Regions from separate parts of the Triticum aestivum genome. Here region 2 is linked to region 1. The links are chromatin contacts, called in public Hi-C maps. All regions are on one chromosome and are shown on one strand. Each heading gives the region's core, a stretch centred on a gene start, on an enhancer-like site or on the middle of the called end of the contact. The rest is flanking DNA. Distances are from core to core; before and after follow the strand shown. Region 1 holds the start of LOC123044895 (mediator of RNA polymerase II transcription subunit 14). Region 2 holds the start of LOC123044897 (probable inactive purple acid phosphatase 29).

Evidence for each region. A called contact is a pair of places that touch in the nucleus more often than the background predicts.
Region 2: a Hi-C map of leaf shows a contact between it and region 1, with 4 times the contacts expected there. The contact joins the promoter of LOC123044897 here to the promoter of LOC123044895 in region 1. A contact is called at or near these places in 3 of 5 Hi-C or Micro-C datasets (leaf and an unstated tissue).

What each region holds. Positions count from the first base shown.
Region 1 is chr2B:344,528,398-344,534,613 of IWGSC CS RefSeq v2.1, forward strand. LOC123044895 (mediator of RNA polymerase II transcription subunit 14) reads right to left here and starts at 2,167. Exons shown (of 9, transcript XM_044467779.1): 1 at 1,494-2,167. The coding sequence starts at 1,727.
Region 2 is chr2B:344,720,446-344,727,188 of IWGSC CS RefSeq v2.1, forward strand. It overlaps LOC123044897 (probable inactive purple acid phosphatase 29), which reads left to right and starts at 3,497. Exons shown (of 2, transcript XM_044467781.1): 1 at 3,497-4,250; 2 at 4,791-5,628. The coding sequence starts at 4,112. The coding sequence ends at 4,897.

The DNA.
Region 1 (6,216 bases), core at 917-3,416:
AGCATGGCCCTTGAGCCTGTATGTTCGGCCCACATGACATCCCACTTTTCATGATTGTTTTCAATTTTCTGTTCTAAATGGGTTACTACGGAGCAAGGGAGGGATCACACTTGAGGGACCAAGATTGTTCTCTAGTAGAGTAGAGGGACCAAGCGTAGACTTCGGCAATAGAAGGGCTAAAAATATACTCTTTCCAATACTTTGCGACCTTCAAACTGAACTGATAGCCTGACCAAATTGAAGTCAAAGCATCCGGAGCCCTAAATTATGTTAGGGTGATTAATGACAACCAAACATAACTGGCTAATATTTCCATCAAACAAATCTAAGGAGAATTGTTTTGTGTTGAAAATGTCTCAGTGAAATGGAAGGATTCAACATGAATTTAGCTCAAGGCTGTGGAAACTTTCAAGCATTTTGTAGCTTTAGGTGTCGGTTCATAGACTGGTTTGCCAGATTTGTTGAAAGTGTTACCGTTCAAAAAAGACAAGTCTACTTGCTTGAGAATTGTCATATGTAATACTGCTCAATAGCAGAATACATATACTCATATGCTTGACATAAATTCCAGTTTTGTTGATGCGAACTGACAGTGTAAACCATGGCCTGACCAGCAAGGCGGATTGACCACAAGTCATACACCTGCTATTCTATAGCATCTAAGGTGCTTCAAAACGGATTCTCCTGTGGATTCTGATTAGGATTGTGAGTCCTAACTGAACGTTCAATGCCGACTAACAGTCTCCACAATTTTAGCAAAATTATACTTACCACAGTGGGTGTTCTCAGCATTCGCTGATTCTTCAGTGCTTGAAAGTTATACTCCCTCCGTTCCAAAATAATTGAAATTCTAGATTTATCCTAAGTCAAACTTCATTAAGTTTGACCAATCTATATAAATTAACATCTACAACACCAATTTTTCTTCATTAGATTCATTATGAAATGTATTTTCATATTATATATATTTGAGATATTGTAGATCTTAGCATATTTTTCTATAGACTTGATCAAACTTAAAAATGGTTGACTTAGGACAATCCTAGAACTTCTATTATTTTGGAACGGAAGAGCAATATCATAAAGGAAAAGATCTCCTTCGAATATATGTGGGTTTTGCAGCACGGTCTGGTCAGAGCTATAGTAGTGGAATGTAGACTAAATAGATTTTGATGTACACTCCCTTCGACGCAATCGTAGCCATCCCCAAGATTATACTATTATGGATTTTATACAAGGATACCTAAAGTTCTTATAGTCCCAACAAAGAGTTGAACAATGATTTCCTATTACAGTAAACACTTCTGTCCTTGATTGCAACATAATCCAAATCTGCTTTCCCGTCACTCTATTCAACTAAGGCAGCCTTCAGAGCAATCAAAGGCCTGATCCTATAAAAACATTTTTACTTGAGGACACAAGTTGCAGTTCTAATTGAACAATGAAAGTTGAAACTCCTTATTCAAGGAAGGAAACAATTGACAGCTGCGGACCTGCTGGCACCACTTGGCGAGGACATGGAGCCGGAGCATGCGCTGGCGGGTGCGGTCGATGAATTTGAGCAGGTCGATCTTCTTCTCAGTATCCGACCTCTGCTGCGCTGCCTCCCCCTCGGCGCCCGCCCGCGACTTCTCCACGAGCTCCCGCAGCGCCAGGTAGGACTCCTCCGCCGCCTGCCGCGCCACAGTCCCCAGCTCCACTGTCTGCTGACCCAACTCCCCCGCCATCTACCACCACCCGAGAGTGAGTGAAGAGTCTAGGGTTTCACGCACGTCTCGGGGTAGGGACCTACAGGTGACTGAGCCGCGCCATAGCCACCGCAGCTGCTCTCCCTGTAGGGTTTCCAGGAGATTGTAGAAGGTCCGCGTACACGGAGCGGCTGGGCGGCTGGGCGGCCGCTGCCTCGGCTATAGAGTTACGCCCCCGCAGTGCCACCAGCGGCTTCAAATTGGGGATCCTGTGAGAGGTCGGGAGCCGCAGCCGGTAGAGTTCAGCTTGGACCGAGAGGGGAAGTTCGAAAAGTTTGTGGGAATGGAGCTGGGATCGCGAGGCGGCGGCCGGCAGGAGGTTCTTTTTCTCGAGGGAACGGCAGGAAGAAGATGGGCGAGCTGGTGCGTCAGAGCATCTCCGGCCGTTCGGCGCGCCCAGGACTGAAATAGCGGGTGTGTTTGGTCCAGTGGATAGGTTTAGGTTGCTGTGGGTAGAGAAAAATTCGCTACGGGTCCTATTACTTACGCTAGCGCGAGCTTTAGTCCCTGTGGTTACAAACGGAAGAAAATCTGATACAACCGGGTCATACGCATGCAAACGTGAGACCACCCCGAGCGCTTGACCTCCGGCAATACAAATCTCAAAGCACGCAGCATCACCTTATCCAAACTGGAGCCCAGATCGACGCCCAACCTCTCCAATGCCGCCAACTCCTGTCGCCGGTGTGCTCTGCTTCGGCTGCTCACCACATCGCCGCCGATGAGATCCATTCCGGCTGCTCGCCACATCGCCGCCGGTGTGCTCCTTGACGCTCGGCGTACTCCATTCCCCGCGTTCGTTGGCGACCCAGGCCGCGGCACCGTAGAAGCTGCTCGCCGGCGTGCTCCGCGATGCCAGCCGCCGTTCTCCTCAACCACCCTCGCGGCGCGACCGACGTACTGAGCAGAACAAGTTCATGTTGATTTTTTGTGTGTGTGATTTGAGCTATAAAATCTGAACAATGGCTGCTCTTGTTTATTTTTCTTCTGAATTTTATTCCAATACAAGATGTGGCATATGATGTAAACAAGATCTGCAATGTATATGTTGGTGTCCATTCTTGGCATAAGTGCGGTGTGACGTTTTCATATTCTGCTGTCAACTCTTCGATAAATGTAAAGATGCATTTGCATTTGCCCTCATAATCTGATACGGTGTCAACTGTTTGGCATGAACCAACATTCATGGTTTGCTACAGAGGAAAATGATAGCTTCAGTTTTGTATTGCAGCAAGTAAATAGCACCATTTGCCAGGTGAAATACACACATAGCAGCAGAGAAAATGATAGCTTCAGGTGAAACACTAGCACATAGCAGTAGAAGAAAATGGTAGCTTCAGTTTAACAGAATATATGTTTGGTAACAGATGTTCAGCATTGTCAGGTGACACACACATAGCAGCAAAATAAAAGGATAGCTCCAGTTTATGCTAAACCAAATACACAACCATATAGCTGACATGCCCAGCTAACTAGCATTGAGGAACCGACAAGACATTATGCATCAATGCACGATCGGGCTCGCCACGGCTGAAAACCTTGATGTACTAGCACCATCGTTGAAATCTAGTTGACGAGCGGCTGAATATTTGTTTCAGGCTGCTTAGCAGACATAGCTTGTAGAAAGGTTCTAAAAACCCACTCAAAGGTATCTACAGATTTATTAGATAGTAGTGATGCACTAAAAAGAATAGTCTGCTTGTGATGATTAACAGCAATAAACGGAGCAAATGGCATTTGAAACTTATTTGTCGAAATAGCTCGTTCTTTCTTGGCCACATGTGTTGGATTAGCACTCTTCACACCCGCCTTGCTACAAACAAAATATCTGGAACTTAAAGACTTAGCTGCCCTAAACTTCAAGTGGCACTTTCTAATGTTGAATCCCTTGGTTTGAGCATAAGAATTGTAAAATTGGTACGCCTCTTCCTTAGACTGAAAACATATCCCAACACTTGGAGCCTTATCTGCATCTTGTAAGTCATGATCATTCATTAGTGTGCTGCTCGCCCTCGGCTGGCCATTAGTCTCAATCACTGGCAATTGCTGCAAGGGTAAACAATAGAATTAATCAAGACAGGCTTCAGGAAAGGAAGGAATGTGCTTGTTGTCACATGTTTTTTCAGTCTGAACCGAACTGAATTAATCAAGATTGGTGAACTGGACTTAACCTCACTGGAGGAGCCGCGGGTGCACATGGTTTTGGAGGAGACGATGCCATGTATGTTCCTTGGCCGTGTGCTGCGATGCCGTCGTCTGGGGCCGTAGCCATCTTGCCGCCTCGTTGCTAACAGGATGAAAACAGATCTGACGTATATTCGTTTCTTTTGGAAGATGAATCATCAGCAGCTGAGAGGACGGCGTAAAGGAAACGAACCAGCTAATTGAGCGTGCGTTGGCTTTTTAATTGAGCATGTGTTGGGCTTTTTTTTATCTGCAACTCACGTTGGGCTGGATGTTGGGATCGCCAGATGTCAAGCACTCGGGGTGGTCTCACGTTCGTGTGCGTACGACCCGGTCGTACAAGATTTTCTTCCGTTACAAATACCCGAAATACAGAGCATCTCATTGGTTGGGTACCAAGTTGTCTTGCCTATCTCACATAAAGTTGCCAACATTTGGCAAGTTTTGGTATTGCCAATATTTGGCAATGCCAACATTTGGCTAGCCAAATATTGGTAGTAGACCAATCATGCTCACAGTCACCAAACTTGCTCTAGGGGTCATGTACGGTCCATTATACGGTTTTGTGTATGTATGTGCTGAGCTGTCTCTAGGCAACCGGTGGCAAGCATGCATTGACTGCCACATGTGCCCAGCTCGCTCTAATACGCATGCACGCAGGGGTCTTTTTGTGAAACTGCCGGTTATTAATAATGCTCTAGTCAACCGCTCCCTCTCGCCGCCGATCCCCTTCCTCCACCACCACCACCAGCGGCACCGGCACGGCATCCTCCGCCTCCTCCGCGGCCATGGCTTCCTCGGGACCCCGCACCACAATAACAACGACCACCGCCTCCTCCTCAACCTCCCCGATGTCCTGGGTGTGCGCGGCGATGGCCATGTCACAGCCGCCGGAGGAGAGCAGCACGGCGAACTGCCCCTGTCGGCGGCCTCGAGCAGGAAAGTGGAGTTGGGGCTGCCGCTGCTGAAGAGGAGGCACAAGAAGCCGCCGCTGCTGAAGAGGAGGCACAAGAAGCCGTCGTGGTCGACGTCGGCGCCCACCTGTGGTGTGCGGCGGACGAGGAGGGCGAGTGGCCGGACATGGCGTGGGTGGCCTCGGCCTGTAGGAGCTCTCTGTCGCCGCGACGACAGCGTGAACTGCATCATCAGCACGTCGGCAACCTCCATGACCCATCCGCACGCCGACCCATGACCCACGCCACAGTCCCCAGCTCCACTGTCTGCTGACTCATGCACCACCGTCTCGACCGTGTCGCTGGACTCCTTCTGCACCATGTCCAGGCGCGTGCCCAGCACCACCATGACCTCCACCCGGTTGACGACTACCCGTGCCCGCCGACGCGTGTGGCCGCTGCTTAGCATAGTCTTGGCGAGGCGCAGCCGGCTGCTCCCAGGGGAAGGGCCCGATCGAGGGCCACAAGGTCGCCGTCGCCGCTCGCCGTCCACTTGGTCGTCGGCCACTCCTCGCCATGTTCGCTTGTCCTCAAACTCCACCTCGCTCTCGTGAGCCTCCGCACCGAAGGAATGAAGCCAAGCCGTGCTGCCCCCGAATCACTGGCGTATGAAGTATGTGCACGCCCACGCGGACGTCGCGCACGCCCACGTCTCGCCGTCCGCGGTCCTGCTCGTCCCCTTCCTCCGCCGTGCCACGCACGCCATGTCTGGCTACTCGCACTTCTCCTCCGCCGCGCACCGCAGCCCCACCTCCACCAGCCCGCCGGTAGCCGTGACCCCGCAGCGCGCCGCCAACCTGCAGGCGGTGTTCAACAAGATCCTGAACATGGCGGTGGTGGGCGCGCTGGCCAAGGACCAGATGGTGCGGCGTGTGTTCGTGCCGAGCGACATGGAGTTCGACGGACGGCGAGGCGTAGGTGTCGGAGTTGCAGCCGCGAGATGCAGGCGTGCAGCCTCCGTGGGGTGCTAAGGCGAGCAGGGAGACCGGTGATGGTGTGCCCCAGGTGCACCGCAGAGGATCCCCATTGAGACGACGCGAATTGAGGCGGTGACCGGCGGCTAGCTGCTGGCTGTTGCTGCTCCCATGGCTAGCTTACTACTCCTGTCTGCGCCACGAGAGAGGTGCGACCGCGGGATGCAGGCACAGCCTCTGTGGGGTGCTGGGGCGAGCTGCAAAAAACTGGGCAGTTTTAAATAACTGGCAGTTTTGCAAAAAGACCCCTGCGTGCATGCATATTCGAGCGAGCTGGGCACATGTGGCAGTCAATGCATGCTTGGCGTCGGTTGACTAGAGCCAGCTTAGCGCATACGTACACAAAACCGTATAATG
Region 2 (6,743 bases), core at 2,247-4,746, 190 kb after region 1:
TCACCCAATGTGCATATTCTTAGTTTAAGGGTCGGTCATCGGTTTATGTATGCTACATGTTACCATGGAATATGGTTAGCAACAACGTTGGCATACCAATTTAAACCTATAAATCCGCTGAAGGTGTTGGTTGCAGAGGGAAACAGACTCCTGCAGAAGAGATCGCCTCCTCCCTGACAAAAGCGATGAGGCAACCCCTAAAGCGACGCACTGTGAGCTGCCCAGCTAGCTCTGTCCCAGGACCACAACATGGTGATGCTCTATCCTGGTTGCATGTATTCAAAAGTGAGTGAGAGAAAAAAGTATGATGATGATATCCAGAGACTAGCCTTCGTTGAGTGATTGTGACACATCATAGCTCCATTCAAATTTATCTAGGTGGAAGAGGTGAGGCAGTAATAAGGTGATGCCTTCATTGTACATGTGTTCCGGAACAACTCGTGCCCACGAAGAGTTAATTGCACAGAAGTACCACAATTGGGGCATCACATGCAGATTGATACTAATGATTGCTAATTTTTGCGTGTCAGTACCAAGATTGCTCCAGGTTTTTGCAAATAGGTCTAAATTGCGTATAAACACGTATTGACGGTGTATCTGACCAGCGGGGCCCGCCCGTCAGATGCCGACGTGGCACGTTTTTTGCAGAAAACCCCCTTACGTTGTATGTAATCACAAAAATGCCATATTTTTTTTGCGGGAAAAAGGCTTTCTTTTTTGTTCACAATTTTCACCACCAAATCTGGACTGGTTTGAATTTTTCCGCCACTTGAACAAATAAATACAAGTACAGAAAAATCAGGCGCGGCGGGAATCGATCCTGCGACCTGCAGCCCACAGGCGCCACGCGCTAACCACCACGCCACATTGCAGTTCGCCTTTGATTACAGGCGTTCGCTTTGTTATACTATTGCTGAAGCGCTGGGCCGGCTCACCGAGGCCTGCATTTTTTTTTCCGTTTCGCACTTAACTGGCGCGCGTGTTCCAGGTAATGCCCACCGAAGTGAAAAATATTACAGGTACATTCATCACTCCAACTACAAAATTAACATGTCATTCTTACATGATGTTAGAAAATATATATGTGCCTACACATAAACAACAAGAAGAAATCTACAGCCAATTTCTCATGGCTGTGGCATCTTCCGCTGACAGTAACTCTACACAACAGCCTGCTAAGGTTGATTCTTGCAAAAAAAAAAACCGTAAGTCTTGCATCATTCATAAAAAAATATATGGTCAATTTCCTTTATAAATGTTGTGCTTAAAAATACCTTAGTTAAGTCCATCAACCGTGAGTTGTGTTTTACAAACATACTTAGGAAAATGCCCTTCGGTGTGGCACTCTACAAGGTTACCTCCTTCTTTATCATTGGTTTTTCTATTTTCAGTCCTATGGCCTGTATTTTTGTAGTGAGAGCGTCTTTTACGCTTAGTTACCAAACTTATCAATTAGCATGCCTATTTCTCTGCATTGGACAACCTTTCTTATAACTGTAAAGAATATAGTTTGAGGACAATCTGCCAATACTTCTATCTTGCATATAAAATAATTAGGCAATTCTGCATTGTCCTAAATTTCCCTGAACTGAAAAAAGAACTGATCTACTTCCTACCTGTGCTACTAAACGTAAAACTTAAAAACCTTTTACTGGCATTTTGTTGGTACTTTCCAGTTCCCATAATGAACTTGGTTTCTGTTTACACACATGTACTGCTACATTATCCTATACATGTCTGAACTAAGTGAGAGGATATTGACATTTTGTCTCCCCGCCAGTTAGGATGGAAGCTTATAGGCTTCGATAATTTCTTAATCTTTCACTGGTTCTCACCAGTGAGATTGCAGATGTGGTATATTCTTAATCCAATAACATATACAAAGGCTGTGTAGGTAATGGCATAGCAGATTTTAATTTCATGATAATACTTAAATGTAGTCCTCGCGGTAGATAGCTTGACACTATCCGTCATGTGGGTCCTTGCTTCCTTATGTTTTGCAGGTCCAGTTGTCGTTGCCTTCACTTGCTTTGTCGTTTACCGATCTGTTAGCTCGCCGGTTCCCCGACTTGCTGTCAAGGTTTGTGTTTTGTGCCTCCGTTTTCTGTTTTCTTTCTTTTTGTTTCTCTATATTACTTACTATTTTATTCTGCTACCTGACCAGGTGTTCCGTGTGTGCTTTAGTTGTTTGTTTCGGTTTTTTATGCTGCTTATTTCATCTATACTACTTCCTATGCTAGGATGTGCCTTGCTATGTCTTTTGTGATCCCAATTTTTGAGAACCTGGCGGCGCAGTTTTTTTTGCCCGCTCTTTCATGCATGTGTGAGATTATTGACGATGGGGTTGTGCTCGTTGGGGTGGAGCCAAACCAGTGTCTCCCTGCCGCCAGATAGGAGGTTCTTCTGGGCAACTGGCGGTACGGGGGCACTGTCGGCCTATGAACAGGCTGCTTTGCAGGCTATAAAATTCTTACAGGGACGATGTAAAGCATGTTCCTGTTGATTAGGACGATTCATATACAACTTGGGTCTACATTTTTACTAGCCTGATTAGGGGAGAGAGGGAGGCAGGGAGGTGCCTAGGACGAGTAGGAAGGCTCTGGGAATTTTTTTGCCGATCCTGTGTATGTTCTGTTTTGCCAAGTTAAACGTGTACACTTCATGTCATATAGTAGCATAATAATTGCAGATGATATACTATCGTTGTCATATTATTGAACTTGATATCCTGTTTGAACTAGACAAATAATTTTGACAAGATTTTATCCTGGCGTAAACATGCTGTCATAGTGTCAACATAATAATAGTTTCAAAATTCAACATTATACTCCCTCCGTCCGAAAATACTTGTCATCAAAATGGATAAAAAGAGATGTATCTAAAACTAAAATACATCTAGATACATCCCCTTTTATCCATTTTAATGACATGTATTTCGGGACGGAGGGAGTAGAATATAAAACTAGACAAAGTTATCTCCTTGAAATTATCACATTTCCCTATCCTCAGCTCCTCGCCATGGTAGCTGTTGTAAGTTCTAATCTCATGTTGAACCCATGGTTCACAACTTTTCTTCTCTTTTTTCTTAGAAACTTAAACGGTGATACTCTTTGTTGTAATTTAAAAAGGATGGAAAGGTTGAAAAATTCTATTTTGAGGAATGACGACACCAATTTATGAGTGGAACTATTTGTTGTATGCTTACAATTAAATATCATATTAGATATTTGTTTTTCTTGGAACTATTGACATGTAGTGGAGGCTGCATTTGATTTGCTGGTGTGTTAAGCACATAAATAATTGGTTTCGCCTTTTTCACAAACCAAGCTTAGGCACATAACTAACTTTAGTGTATCCCTCAATGCACATGCATGGGTCACTCTCTATCCTTTTTAACGTAGATAAGTATGGCAATTATACTTGAGGTTGCGGCTCTGCTGCAGATATGCCCATTGCCATTGAGCCTTTCTATCTACTCCCTCTGTTCCGAAATAGTTGTCGTTGGGGAAAACTAGTGTACCGATCGTCACGTTGCGATTTTTCTTCACTTTCCCATTTTGCCCTCCCTCTCGCTCTCTCGCCGACCGCTTGCAGCTCTCACTCTCTCCCTGACCACTCGCTCTCTCTCCCCGACAGCTCTCGCTGTCTCCGACCCCGACCGCTCGCCCTCTCGTCGGCCAGTCGCTCGCCGGCCAGTCGCCACCCTCTCCCTCTCGTCGGTGTCTTCCTCACCGCAGTCTTGCACCTCACCACCCATAACCCTAGCAGCCCGCCTCCCTCTCGTCGGTGAAAGGTGACATTTTTACCAGTTGGGGTGCTCGATTCGTGGCGGCGGTGCTCGATCCGTGGGCGGCGGTACTCGATCCGTGCTGGAGCAGCGGGAGGAGGAGGCCAAGGTGGAGATCGTGGTGCGGGAGGGGGAGCTCGGCGAGACGGCGGCTGGATCTGAAGCGCGGCTGCTCCACCTTCCTCAGGGTGGCGGGGATCTCCGACTCGCTGCAGAGGAGAAGGGCCCGACCGCTGGCGTCATCCGCCGCTTCCTCAGGGTTGGCGGCGGCGGGCTGTGTTCCGGCGGGAGGGCGGCACGTTCAAGGTGCTGCAGGTGGCGGACATGCACTACGCGGACGGGCGGAGCACCGCGTGCGAGGACGTGATGCCCGAGCAGGTCGCCGGCTGCTCCGACCTCAACATCACCGCCTTCCTCTACCGCGTCATCCGCACCGAGGACCCCGACCTCGTCATCTTCACGGGTCCGGCCCCCACCCACCCCCTTCCTCTTCCCTGCTCTGTTATTCTGTTAATACTTCGATTGACTAGTGATTCGTTGGTGCCGCCACTTCTTCCGATTTCGAGTTAAGAATTCAGAAGTGCCATGCAATGGTGGAGTAATCCCCAAAGAAATAAGAAATCAGAAGCATGAGCTGCACTGAAATTGGGTCTAGGTAGTTGCTCATCCGCCGGGGTTTCAGTTAATCGATTGGTCTGTCCATCCAGGACGAAGATGAAATGGTCTGATTGATCACGACTGCCTCCACATGGAGGTAAAACACAAACAGGAAAGATGCAATAGTAGCCGCCTTTGTGATTATCTTCAGGTTACTGTCCTGTTTTCGTCGTCTTGTTTCACGGGCGATCTTGGTGATCTTTCCAAGGCTGATCAATTTCTTCAGAGAAGACGTCCTGGTCAATCACCACATCTGATCAATTTCTGTCTGTGGCGAGAAGAAGTGGTACAACTCCGGCGATCAATTTCTTTGGCGATTAACAGTTTTGATCAATTCAAACAGCAGCACAGGCGGCGCACGGGCGGGGAGGAGCACAGGCTGCTGCTGTTGGTCAGTGCGGGAAGGAGCACGGGCAGAGGTCAATTGGCCGGATCCGGAGCTCCAATGCCTGAATCGAGGAGCTGGAAGGCTGAGGCAGGAGGAGGAGCACAGGCTGCGATGCTGCTGCTGTTGGTCAGTGCGGGGAGGAGCACGGACGGAGGTCAATTGGCCGGATCCGGAGCTCCAGTGCCTGAATCGAGGAGCTGGAAGGCTCAGGCAGGAGGAGGAGCACGGGCGGCGCTGCTGCTGGTCGGTGCAGGGAGGAGCACGGGTGGCGCGGAGGCCAGGAGTCGCGGGCGGCTGGAGGCTGTGGCGGACGGCGAGGGAGTTGCGTATGAGTTTGGGCTCTCAATTGGAGCGGAGGAAGGCGGCCGGCGAGGGAGCTGCGGGCGGATGCCGGAGCTGCAGCAGTGGGGTGGAGCCTGGCGGAGGGGAGGAGCGATGGAGGAAGACGAAGATCCCCGGCGACAAGAATTTCAAATTGAGGGTAGTTTGGTACTTTTTCCTGTTTTCACCTGGTCGGAGAAGTTCCCCAACGACAACTATTTTGGAACAGAGGGAGTATATGTTTCTATAGAGTACTTCGTTTTTGTACTATACGCTTGACAAAATGATTTCCTTATAAGCTGCGATAAGGTGTTTGTAGTTGGTATTTGTACTACAAGCTCAATTTTGTGGTTCATCTCATCTCTGGTTATTTTTTTTATTTATGTAGCATATTATCATTAGCTTATAACTTTGGCAGAGAAGACTATGTTATAACACTAAGATTATCAGGAAAAGATTCAGAGCTTTTGCTGAACCCAGATTGCCACACACATGATGCAAAATTAACAACCAAGACTTTGAAATATGGATGACGGTGTTTATTATGTGCTAGAAATCAAATATGAAAAGGAGAAGATAATGTTTGCGGAAGTGTGTATACTGAACAAGCATCCTGATTGATGTGTTTTTCTGTTATTCCTTGATGTGCTCTCATGCAGCTGTGTCCATATATACTGATTGTTATACTTGTTGTGTGAGTTGCAGGAGAGGGGAGAGACATATGGGTTGGGATTCTTGGTAAACTTTACTTAATTTATTGCAGAAAATGCTCGATAGATCTCATTTATGGATGAGGTTGTGGCAGTAGTTCTCGGGTGTAGTCTCTATCTTGATAAAGCCTTCTATCAGGGCGCATTAGAGGCTGAAGAATAGAAAACATTTGGGGTTTCTGTGGCGTTGAACATTCAGCTTATGTACTACTCCCTCCATTCCTAAATACTTGTCTTTCTAGAGATTTTAACAAGTGACTACATACGGCGCAAAATGAGTGAATCTACACTTTAAAATATGTCTACATACATCCGTATGTTGAGTCCATTTGAAATGCCTAGAAAGACAAGTATTTGGGAACGGAGAGAGTATGTACATGCACGGCCATGCACGACCAGTTCAGTAACTATGGCCTTTTCTACTGTACTGGTTCTGCTACTTTTCACATGCTAACTTCTTTGAAAAGCGCCAACAGTGTGTGCCACATGTAAATAGTCCATGTTACAAAGAACAGAACCAGAAGTGTGGGGATGATGTATCAATGGTCGGTCAGGGAATTCAGTCTCGATGAGCTTATCTAATGACATATGTGAGTTGAGCCTGAGGTCATTTTCAAAGTAACAGAAGTATTTTACTTTCCTTTTCATGTGGGTGGTCGACGGAACATATATGTTTTATCAGATTATGAGAGGACAACAATCATATAAAAGTTATGAACAATCAAAACACTTCTATGAAGCATGTAGTAGACAAATAGTGCTATTGACAGTGGATTTTTTTCGAAAGCACAAATGGTGTTCAGTGGGTCTCTGATGGCGCAACAAGAGATTACTCTCAACGCGACGTGGTCTTCAATGGGATTCTATACTACCAAATTAA